Linked DNA regions of Zea mays: region 1 is linked to region 2. The links are chromatin contacts, called in public Hi-C maps. All regions are on one chromosome and are shown on one strand. The core of a region is the stretch at or near the end of the contact, and the rest is flanking DNA. Distances in the headings are between cores, read along the strand shown.

Region 1 (6,194 bases), core at 2,423-4,922, 66 kb before region 2:
TTCCTCTTGCGTAATAAAAGGAACCAAGAAACTCCGTGGAGACTTGTGTGGGTGGGTTCAGAAGCTGTATCGATTAGGATGAGGGTTTCAGTCTGCAGCTTGTTCCTTTAGAGGTACAAGAGGGTGAAATGGCGGAGCACAGGATCAAAGGCATGCTCTTGCAGAGATGATGGGAGATTCTATCCATGTGATTGGTTATCTGCACTATTTGATCCTGAGCTATCGTATACATTGACTTTATGCAAGCACCTGTTTGATTATCTGTATATGGCAGACGTGAGCTACACGAGTAGATGTAAAATAATTTATTTTACAGCTATTTTTCTGCATCCGCCGGTACGTGCGAAACGTGCGTATGCGGCTGGACAGGCTCGCGCCCGTATGTGTTATTAATCTCATTGTAAACGGTGTTTGGTTCAGAGAGACGCTAGGATGAGTCGAGTCTGTCGAGGATTGTTTCTCTCAAAATTCAGGATGCCCTTACACCCTTACAGGATCCAGCGGGCGGGTGACGTCCTTACAAATCCAGGACTAGATAGCCACTTTTTTCTACTAGCTTAGCTAGCGTTTGCGGTACATTTGTATGAACTCGAAGGTGGGCAGAATCTCTTTGGTAAGATGTGCGTGTGTGCTTTTTTTTTTTCAATCGGAGTAGCGGTTGTCAATTATTTTTTTGGATTAGTAAAACCTTTTGTTCTGATTTAGGCAACCAGGACTAAAGATCATGCTCTTTAGGTTTGGATCTCTAGTCCTGGTTTCAAAAATATCGAGATTATTAAAAAATCCACAATCGAAACTACAACCGCTTCTTTTACTAACTAGCGTTTGCAGTTCATTTGTATGAACTAGGAGGTGCACGGAATCTCTTTGGAAGATGGAATTTTCAACCGGAGCAGTGCCGTGGTATTCTTTATATGAGTATATACGTAGGCTTGTCAAGGAATTCAAGGTTGTTGGGTTTGGATTCGTCCAAAGTGTCGTGCCAGTCCTATCCGACATATATATATATAGTACATCTCACCAGTGTATAGCAGCAGCCAGCAGGACAGCAATTGTTCCATGGTATTTCCACCTGGCACCTGCTCAAGGAAATGGAGGTTAGTCCGTGTGGGTACGTATTGGTTGTCAACCCCAAACCCAAAGGACAACACGCCCATACGGCTCTCACGTGGCCATCTAGAACTTCTAATCATATGGTCATGAAAATATAAATCTGGATAGCCTTGACGTCTTGACAAATTCATGGGAACCTTACCCATTACCAAGACGGATTCTTCTTCAATCGAGCTGTTCATTCAAAGGGACTTGCTACGACTTAGGGCTGGTTTGGCAGTAACGTGCGAAAAATCCTAGGTAAGATATCCATCAATGGGATTTTAGATGTCACTTAATTTCCTAGAAGAATTTTTCCTCTTGGGTGTATTTTCTCGCCACTGTTTGGGAACAAATGGGGAGACCTCTTGAGGCTAGCATTGATGTCGCGGGGAGCCAATGGGAAGAATCACCTGACCTCGAGAGGTCCAGGGCTGTTTCCCGCTGGAAAAAAGTTTTTCCCTAAGCAAATATCAGCCGGATGATAGGCTTCCAAACAATCAGATGGACAAACCCAAAGAAATAATTTGTGTGAGCTTTTTTCCCAAAGAAAAGGCCAGGAAACCAGTGGGGTTTTGGGCTGCCAAACCAGCCCTTAGTGTAATATATTATCCATAATATACAAGTCTGTGACCAGTCCCCTTCCCCTTGAGGCCATTACAGCAAGAAAACAAGGAACCTATGTTTAGGTTCTACTGATAGATTCATAGCACTGGCATATTGGATAAGTCTCTCATGTAACACATCCTGACAAGCGCACGTCGCCACGATTTGGGTACCAGGGTACTCAAGGCCACTATTCGATATACCTACATCGATCTTATAGCCACACGTATACATGTTTGCGTACCATAAAGTATTATTAAGTACATAAGGCTACACCTGCTACCAACTACGTCATGCCTAACAGTACAAGCCCCAACGTCAGTAGAAGCGATATAACATATCTACCACTGCAGCTAGGGATGAAGACAGTAAAAAACATATACTTATTCGGTTTGACTTTTTTTTCCTTTGATGCGAATAAATAGGATATAGAATCTACAAATTCATATTCTTGTTTTTAGCATTGAGTTGGTAAAGATTCATAAAAGGTAAACCTCAAATTTACTATATATCTTCTTAAATTATAAATATAAAATTCGAATATAGATTCGAATCCGAATCCGAATATTGCTATTCTTATTTGTAATAATGTGCTTGATAATATAAGAAAAGATGAATATTAAATTTTTTATATATCTGTTTAAAATGTTAAATTCGATGGAGGGTTTGGTATTTAGGGCAATATTATGTCTATCTCATCTATTCCATCCCGTAATTGGAGCAAGAGTATCGTTCACAGTAGCGGTAACAAGACACAAATTTTTTAATCGAATGGTTTGGTGTATAAACCGAGACGGAGGGAGTATGTATAAACTATAGTGATAACACACCGATCACGACCCTTTATTTAAGTTGATGAAGCCTTGATCGTTCGACGCATAGCAACAGATGGACTAGTTCAATCTTCAATGCGGAGCTTATGGCCCTGTTTGTTTCGGCTTCTGACAGCTTTTGGCCACCAAAAGCTGCTGCGGATTGCCAAACGCTCAGTTTTTTAGCCAGCTTTTATAAAATTCGTTGGGGCAAAAATCATCCAAAATCAACATAAACATATAATCGGTTGAATTGTTGTAATAGTAGAAAAGCTGGTCAGAAAAAAGCTGAACCAAACAGACCCTATATAGAATAAATGGACGCAGATACATAGATGGTGACTGTCCATTCTCGCTACAGAGTTCCCGTTTGACGGTCCTCAAATTCTTGGTGAGACGAGGTGGGCCGTGGGGCATATGCATGGCGCCTGCACTGACTCGCTGGTTTAGGAAGTAAATTTTTCCATGTGATCTCTATTTTCGAAAAGTAAAATGAACTAATTGCCCTTAGAAAATAGAAATCCTTGGGAAATGCGGTTTTCAAACTAGCATCGGTTTTTGTTGCATTTTCAGTCTGTAAGCCTGTACAATACTATCTCAGAAAGAATCGCTAAAACCTGCATCTTCCTAGAGCAACAACACTGCACATAACACAGATTCACATAACTAGCTCGTGAGCCATCATCCATCACGACTCCTCGACGCCCTCCGGTATGCTGTAGAGGGCGGGCCTCCAGTGCCGCCGAATCTCATCGCGCTGGCGCGGGTAGTACACCGTGCCGGAAGTCATCAGCTCCGCCAGCACCTCCTCCACCTGCCGCCGGCTGGCCTTCTCAAGCAGCTCCTGCAGCTGCCGCCGAGTCACCCGGATCTTGACCTCCACCTTGTCCTCGACGGCTGCGGGCGCCGCCTTGGCCTTGCTGCAGGGCTCCGCCTCCTCCTCCCACTCGTCGCCGTCCGCCCACGTCGCCGCGCGCCGCAGCCTGAGGCAGTTCCCCATGCGCGCTCGCGGTCGACGACAAGTATACGCTGCGCTGTGCGTGCCTTGGCGCGCGCGGACGGACGGACGGACGGACCTCTTGGCAATCAGGCTCTGGGTTCTGGATCAGTGCTCGTTGTTGGTCGGCTATCGTCGCCGTGATCTCCGTTCCGAGAGGGATTCTCTCGGTCTGGTGACGGAGAAGCTTATTTATACTGTACGGGGGCTAAGAGAGGTCGAGAGGGTGATTAGTGCGGCGTGCCAATCAGCTTGGACGGGAGACCGTGTCGCGTCGCGGGGGCGGCTTCCGCTTTCCGTCTGGCCACGTGGACGGCCGCGGCGACCCAGCGCTCCAGTCCTCCATAGGCTAGGCTAGTGCGGGAGTGGCCGGGCGCACGGGCACGGCGCAGGCAGCCGCGCGCGAGTTCGCGACCGGACGGCGTGACGTGGGTGGGAAACTGGCGGGGGAGACAGAATCTTGAGAGCCCTTTTTTTTCCTTTCCACGCCAAGGACGGAAGGAGCGCGGCGACGGCGAGTGTGAGGTGTGAACGCGGCTTTTGCAGAGGATCTTGCGCTACCCAACAACCATGAGAAGCCACCAGGGACAGGGAGGGACGGACGGGGTCCAACTGGTCTCGCTCTCGGCTTCTTCTCCTCCGCCCGCGCGCGTGCGTGCGTGCGTGACTAACTAACGGTACGCACATTTGAAGGCTTCAGCTGCCGTGCCCGCAGCCACTGTCTAGCGATGCCTGTTTTTAAATTGCCACAAATTCGTGAACAAGATCACGCAAAAGGCATGCTTTTGGAAGTTGGAACTTGTTTCCGTCTCTCGCTGCTGTATGTCGACGATGCTCTTTGCTCCCACGGCCGGCACGTCGCACCGGTCCGTAGCCTTCTCCTTCCGTTCGTTCTTGGCGAATTGCCATTCAGGCATCATCCAGCACCATAATATTTTGAGGTCCCTAGAGCAATTGATCAAAAATTCAATCATCTGTGTATCTATGATGTGGAATAGAAACCCTTGGTTTTTGTTTTCAGAAAAGCCTAGATCCACATGCCTGCTATCTGCTTTTTTTTGTTAATTACTATGTTTAGTGGCAGGTGATTGAAACTGGATCTAGCTAGCTCCAACAGGTTTCTGTAGGGACGTTAGAACTAGGTTCTGACTCTGGTTTGTACAAAAGTTATGAATATATATTTTTTATAATTTTAAGTGAAAAGTTGCAGAAACATCGTTTAAAAAAAAAGGACAGTTGTAAGATCATTTGGTGGTTTCTAGTCCAACAAGTGTTCGCTGACTAGTAGCTAGAATCGTGGTTAGGACTCACTCTAGCTGGAATATCTTGCTGCTAAGTCTGATTAGAACTGATTACTGCTGAGTATGGTCCCAGAGTTGTAAAGTGTAGTTATTATCTACTGGCCCCAAAGCATTTTTTTTCCAGCAAACGTTTTTTGAAGTAAAATTCTATGTCTCGTGTTCGATCTATATTAAAACAATGGTTGACAAAGGAAGTCTTAAAACTCTGAACTGTTGTAGATAATCACCACGGCTCGGCTGCTTCAAGAATAGATGGCATATATGAACTGTGTTGAATTAACCTAACGAAGCAAAAAATCATTAGTTCAAACCTTAGCTTGATTAAACTAACGGATCGGGAATTTTTACTCCAAGTTAACCAACCATCGCATCGGAGTTTGGTAACACTAGGACTCGGTAACAAAGTAGTTGTCGCTAGTTGATGAGCATGCTGCGGCGTTAGCACTATAAGAAAAGAGTTCTTTACCGAGTACTTGTCTCTAAAACCCTCGTCGAATGTTTTTTTGTCAAGTGTCCAATAAATTACCCTCGGCAAAATGCTATGCACTCAGCAAAGAGCTGGATTGTAGTAGTGCACAGAATGTACGCTTACATACATTCTCTACTCATGAAAGATAACCACGAGAGATATATATAGGAGCACTATATGTTACTTATCGTGTTATATATGTTTCGATGGATTTTAATTAGGCAGGCTAGCTGTATAGTTGTTTAATCTGTGGTCATCTCCTGCATGGTCACGAGCATTCTTATTTATGCAGATACACGCATCAGCATATCTTTGCATGTAATCGCAGCACTCAACTACAACCGGCCGGTTGCTTTCACTTGGTTTATAAATGTAGACATCTACTTATATTAGCTTGTAGCGTCACTTAATTAACACTGTAGTTTGTGCGGATAACCTTTGTTATTAACATCCGTTCAGACAAATAAACACCTCGAGGGAAATGCTGCCGTGTTATTATATTTTTCAGGGGGCTAACATGCAGACGAACAGTGGTTAGAATACATACATACATACTGTCATACACGGAGCTGTCACTTTGCTGGAAAACACTAGTTCCTTCCAGCGAGCGACAGCCTCGGTCGGTCAAACCGGCAGCAATGCAACACTCTCGGGCCACCACCTAGAGAGTTATTAGTCGACTGATGGCTACGTCCAGCAACCTTGATTTGGACCTCAGCTCGCCTGCTTGTCAACGTGTTGGTGTGCGCACCTACTGCAGCTAATGTGGATCGCCCATTTCATCGATCTCCACCTTCTGAATTGTAAGCACTACTACTAGGCGGGGTTTTATTTGCGGTAGATTTTGACCTGCCGAGCGACTGCGAAATGTGTGTGGATCGTTTTTGTAGCGAAGGTGCTTCTCATCATCCCGGCCC
Region 2 (6,172 bases), core at 58-2,557:
AATTCGGCTTTACATACATGCAGAATCGGATGGAGTACGTAGTCTCATTTTGGTCGGCGTAGGTGGGCCGCCACACGTTCAGAGAAGTCTTTTTTATAAATAATGGATAGAAAAAAGATACAGACATTGAAACTGAATAAAGCTTGCGTCTTTTAGGTATATATAGGACTATATATGTAGCAAAAAGGTTCGCAGCTGCTTCCTTTTCCTACAAAAAATACTACAAACACAAGGAAGCTATTAAGCATGCTTCCGGAAGCAGTATATAATATGAGGTTCAACTGTTAGCTGAACAAGCTAGCCCGTGTTTGTGGCCGTTGTCTTGTCTGGATTTGAACTCTAGAACGTACCCTTGCCGTTGCAGGTCTTCGGTGCCTCATTAGGTATGACTAACTCAAAAGAAATCATCTAGGAGTATTTTTTTTCTTTTCCTACAAAATGGTGGCCTCTGCTTTTTTTTTCTCGCCAATTCTGAATCCACCCGATTGCCAACTTGTCATCCTGTCGGCTTGTCGCAATTTTTTTTTGAAAGCAGCTTGTCGGATAAACACAAGATGGAAAAAACGTGTCTCGATTTCATGGCATTTTTCTGTGTAAAGAATGGTGTGTGTGTCGAACTGATGTCAGATAAGTCTCCATCTTCATGCCAGAGTTTCCCGTCGAACACAGAGAAGTTCATTTTGTCCAGCACAGCAGCTTCGGCACACGTGAGTAGAAATCACCAAGGGATTCCCAGTTATGTTTCTGTATTCCACGAGCACGGCTTTAGCGTTTATCATGTGTCTGTATTCAGTGTTCTTGTGTTTTGCATGACAGTTTTGGCGCGCTTGCAACTTGCAAGACGAGGTCGCAGTCAGCAAAAATCCTCGAATAATCATACAACAGTGATTCTGAAATTCACCGTGGATTTACAATAATAAAAATGTATGTCTACACATCAGCTTCCTATCCATAAAACAAGATTTTGGTTAGAATGTCCTATTTTGCTCTTAAAATACACTCTAACAGGTTAATGTTTGTGTTCTATTATGAAAAACTTAAAATGTTAAAAAAAATTAAAGCTTTCTGGAGCTCGTCGTGCTCGCGGGGCCGCGCCAGGACCGCGCATAGAGCAGCGGCCACGAGGGCTGCACCGGCCGTGAGCTCCTGCCCGCTACCAGCCTACCACTCGAGAGACTCGCGAGTCAGGGGGCCTAGCCACGGAGAGGGGCCGACAGGCGTGGTGGCCGGTGGGTGGAGGTGGAGCAGGAGCCGGCGACGGGCGTGCGGTCCATGCAGACTTGCAGAGCACCAGAGGATCTCGGCGATGGTGTGGTCCACATCAATCATCATTAGCGTCACAGAGCACAGCTGCACAGGGCCGGGTGACAGCGCAAGGGACTCGCCCAGCTCGTACTCGGGCTCGGGATCCAGCGTCAGAAGCGACGCCATCGGAACCGGGTGACGAGCCCAGCTGGTCAGTGTTTGAGTGTTTCCTCCGTCGTCCTTGAGCTTTAGAGCTTTAAGGGCTAAGGCTGTCTCCAACAAGGGACGGTAAACCGTCCTGTCCGCTAAATTTAGCGGATGAAGACGTTCTCTACGCCTTCAGCAAGAGACTTTAAACCATGCGCTAAAATTTAGCGGCCGCCTCCGAGACGCTAAATCTGCCGGACATACGACCACTCGCTAAACACTGTTCAATCGTGCCTGCCGTCTCCTCCATTCACTTCTGCACCTATGCATCGTACCACTGCCGGCGAGGACCAACTTGTTGCCGACGCCGGTGAGTGTGTGATCGCAGGGCTCATCCCAACCGGCGCAGAGGCCACCGTGCTGGCCATGGTGTTCGTGTGGCTTTGGTTGCTTGTGCCCAGTTGGAGAGAAGCTACACGAAGGTGGGAGAGAGAGGCAACAGTAGCTCTGCGGCTCTAAGTAGCTCTGCGGCTCTGCCATGCATATGTTCGATGAATGGCCGAGAGAGGATAGAAAATAAACGATGGTTTTTTGAAGCGATCGGTAATATAAATATATATATATATATAATGAAAGATGGTATCACTTTAGATATAGAGGATCGATTTTAGAGAACGTTGCTGGAGATGATGAAAATATAGAGGATGAAATCTTTTAGAGAAAACTGTAAAAGACAGAGAATATTTCTTTAGAGGATGAAATTTAGGGGACGTTGTTGGAGACAGTCTAAGGCCGGCTTCAGCCGGGACTTGCAGATCTTTGATGGATCATGCAAGATGCATCGTCGCTCTCGCGTGGTTCACGTATGGAGGGGACGACGAACGTGAGCACCACATGCTATAGCCGATCGGGCTGGGAGCCTGGGAGAAACCCCCAACCACGCCCTCAGCTACAGTGCGGAACGAGTGATATATAGTGTGGCAGCTATTTCAAATTAATCCGCTGCACATCTATAGATAGCCAAACGGTGTCCGGCACGGGCCAGACGCACGTAGGCCACAACTCTAGCCCAAACACGTTATGCCAGTCTCTTGACTGTGTCAAGCCAGCCCATTAGCCCATTTGATTAAATCACCGTAAAATTAAAAATAATGCAGAAGGTGAGGTTCAAACCCATATCCTGATGGAAGAAGGGTGAGAGACACTGAGTAAAGCTGTCTAACCAATAGAACATCATACTCAAATGTTTTTAGTATTGAATATAAATTATATATATGTATTATGTTTTTTGTAAAATCATAAAATATAATTGTGTCGGGCCGAACCAGCACTACGGGTCGACGCTACGGCCTAAGCATGACACGTCGTTCTTGGCTCTTGCAATCATTAGGTCGTTTCTGAGACCACATTGGCGCAATGGACTCCATATTTTTTGAGATTGCTGAATTGGATGGAGCAACAATGATTTGTCACGCTAACAGTAAAATAAAAGTGTCGGCGTTTCGACCCCGGGGGGGTCCCTGGATCGACGAGTAAATTGTCGCCGCGTGTCCCAGCCCAGATGGGTCGGCGCGAGATGGAGCACGAAGAGGGGCAAGAGAGAGGGAGACAGGCAGAAAAGGGGAAACCCGCGGCTTTCGTGTTGCCCTGCGCCCAGGTCGGGTGCGCTTGCAGTAGGGGGTTACTGAAAGTCGCCTAGAGGGGGGTGAATAGGGCGAAACTGAAATTCTCACAAATAATCACAACTACAAGCCGGGTTAGCGTTAGAAATATAATCGAGTCCGCGAGAGAGGGTGCAAAACAAATCGCAAGCGAATAAGGAGTGTGACACGTGGATTTGTTTTACCGAGGTTCGGTTCTCGCAAACCTACTCCCCGTTGAGGTGGTCACAAAGACCGGGTCTCTTTCAACCCTTTCCCTCTCTCAAACGGTCCCTCGGATCGAGTGAGCTTTTCTTCTCAATCACTTGGAACACAAAGTTCCCACAAGGATCACCACAAGATTGGTGTCTCTTGCCTCAATTACAAGTGAGTTTGATCGTAATGAAGAATCAAAGAAAGAAGAAAGCAATCCAAGCGCAAGAGCTTCGAAAGAACACAAGCAAATCTCTCTCACTAATCACTAGGGCGTTGTGTGGAGTTTGGAGAGGATTTGATCACTTGGGTGTGTCTAGAATTGAATGCTAGAGCTCTTGTAAGTAGTTGAAGTTGGAAAACTTGGATGACTTGAATGTGGGGTGGTTGGGGGTATTTATAGCCCCAACCACCAAACTAGTCGTTTGGTGGTGGCTAATTGTCGTATGGTGCACCGGACAGGCCGGTGCACACCGGACATGTCCGGTGCGCCAGCCACGTCACCAGGCCGTTGGGATTCGACCGTTGGAGCTTCTGACTTCTGAGCCCGCCTGGATGTCCGGTGGCGCACCGGACATGTACTGTAGAGTGTCTGGTGCGCCACTACGCGCGTGCCTGACTTCTGCGTGCTCTGGCGCGCATTAATTGTTGTTGCAGGTGACCGTTAGCGCGAAGTAGCCGTTGCTCCACTGGCTCACCGGACAATCCGGTGTACACCAGACATGTCCGGTGAATTATAGCGGAGCAAATTCCCGAGGATGGCGAGTTCCAGAGCCGCTCTTTCTTGGGGCACCGGACAGTCCGGTGAATTATAGGGGAGCGCCTCTGGATTTTCCCGAAGGTGAAGAGTTCAGCGTGAAGTCCCCTGGTGCACCGGACACTGTCCGGTGGCACACCGGACAGTCCGGTGTGCCAGACCAGGGCACACTTCGGTTATCCCTTTGCTCCTTTGTTGAACCCAATTCTTGGTCTGTTTATTGGCTAAGTTGTGAACCTTTGGCACCTGTATAATTTGTACACTGGAGCAAACTAGTTAGTCCAATTATTTGTATTGGACAATTCAACCACCAAAATCAATTAGGAAATAGGTGTAAGCCTAATTCCCTTTCAATCTCCCCCTTTTTGGTGATTGATGCCAACACAAACCAAAGCAAGTATAGAAGTGCATAATTGAACTAGCTTGCAAGATGTAAGTGCAAAGGTTGCTTTGAATTGAGCCAATATAAATACTTATAAGATATGCATGGATTGTTTCTTCAATTTTTGACATTTTGGACCACGCTTGCACCACATGTTTTGTTTTTGCAAATTCTTTTGTAAATCCTATTCAAAGTTCTTTTGCAAATAGTCAAAGGTAAATGAATAAGATTTTGCGAAGCATTTTCAAGATTTGAAATTTTCTCCCCCTATTTCAAATGCTTTTCCTTTGACTAAACAAAACTCCCCCTAAATAAAATTCTCCTCTTAGTGTTCAAGAGGGTTTTGATATATCAATTTTGAAATGCTACGTTCTCCCCCTTTTGAACACAATAAGATACCAATTTTAAATTTATCAATTGAGAATCATATCATTTGAAAAACTCTTTTTAAAATTAGGTGGTGGTGTGGTCCTTTTGCTTTGGGCTAATACTTTCTCCCCCTTTGGCATGAATCGCCAAAAACGGAGTCATTAGAGCCCTTAGAAATACTCTCTCCCCCTTTGGTCATAAATAAATGAGTGAAGATTATACCAAAGACGGAGTCCTTTTCTCCCCCAAAGATGGGGAGTTGCTCGGAGTGACGGCGAAGGATGAGTTACGAAGTGGAAGCCTTTGTCTTCGCCGAAGACTCCAATTCCCTTTCAATACACCTATGACTTGATTTGAAATAGACTTGAAAAGACATTAGTCATAGTATATAAAAGAGACATGATCAAAGGTATATGAATGAGCTATGTGTGCAAATTAACAAAAGAAGTTCCTAGAATCAAGGATATTTAGCTCATGCCTAAGTTTGTTAAAGGCTTGTTCATCAAGAGGCTTGGTAAAGATATCGGCTAATTGATCTTTAGTATTAATGTATGAAATCTCGATATCTCCCTTTTGTTGGTGATCCCTTAGAAAATGATACCGAATGACTATGTGTTTAGTGCGGCTATGCTCAACGGGATTATCCGCCATGCGGATTGCATTCTCATTATCACATAGAAGAGGAACTTTGGTTAATTTGTAACCGTAGTCCCTAAGGGTTTGCCTCATCCAAAGTAGTTGCGCGCAACAATGTCCTGCGGCAATTTATTCGGCCTCGGCGGTAGAAAGAGCTATGGAATTTTGCTTCTTTGAAGCCCAAGACACCAAGGATCTTCCCAAGAACTGGCAAGTCCCCGATGTGCTCTTTCTATTAATCTTACACCCCACCCAATCGGCATCGGAATAACCAATTAAATCAAATGTGGATCCCCTAGGATACCAAAGCCCAAACTTAGGAGTATAAACTAAATATCTCAAGATTCGTTTTACGGTCGTAAGGTGAGCTTCCTTAGGGTCGTCTTGGAATCTTGCACACATGCATACGGAAAGCATAATATCCGGTCGAGATGCACATTAATATAGTAAAGAACCTATCATCGACCGGTATACCTTTTGATCCACGGATTTACCTCCTTCGTCGAGGTCGAGATGCCCATTGGTTCCCATGGGTGTCTTGATGGGTTTGGCATCCTTCATTCCAAACTTGCTTAGAATATCTTGAGTATACTTCGTTTGGCTTAGGAAGGTGCCCTCTTGGAGTTGCTTTACTTGAAATCCTAAGAAATACTTCAACTCCCCCATCATAGACATCTCGAACTTTTGTGTCATGAACCTACTAAACTCTTCACATGTAGACTCGTTAGTAGACCCAAATATAATATCATCAACATAAATTTGGCATACAAACAAGTCATTTTC

The links. A called contact is a pair of places that touch in the nucleus more often than the background predicts.
Region 1: a contact with region 2 is called in a Hi-C map of bundle sheath, with 5 times the contacts expected there. The contact joins the promoter of LOC100277429 here to the enhancer-like site in region 2. A contact is called at or near these places in 7 of 25 Hi-C or Micro-C datasets (bundle sheath, ear, endosperm and 2 more) and 1 of 3 datasets of contacts at active chromatin or transcription factors (seedling).

The regions. Positions count from the first base shown.
Region 1 is chr3:194,514,168-194,520,361 of Zm-B73-REFERENCE-NAM-5.0, reverse strand. LOC100277429 reads right to left here and starts at 3,672. Exons shown (of 1, transcript NM_001150991.2): 1 at 3,048-3,672. The coding sequence starts at 3,510. The coding sequence ends at 3,199.
Region 2 is chr3:194,446,181-194,452,352 of Zm-B73-REFERENCE-NAM-5.0, reverse strand. No RefSeq gene overlaps it. Among protein-coding and RNA genes, the nearest start is that of LOC103652451, 34 kb to the right of the region's middle. Within about 2 kb of position 1,307, at least 17 of the 20 cell types and tissues checked have an H3K27ac peak or open chromatin away from gene starts, as enhancers often do. A contact at or near this core is called in bundle sheath, ear, leaf and 2 more, where this site is marked.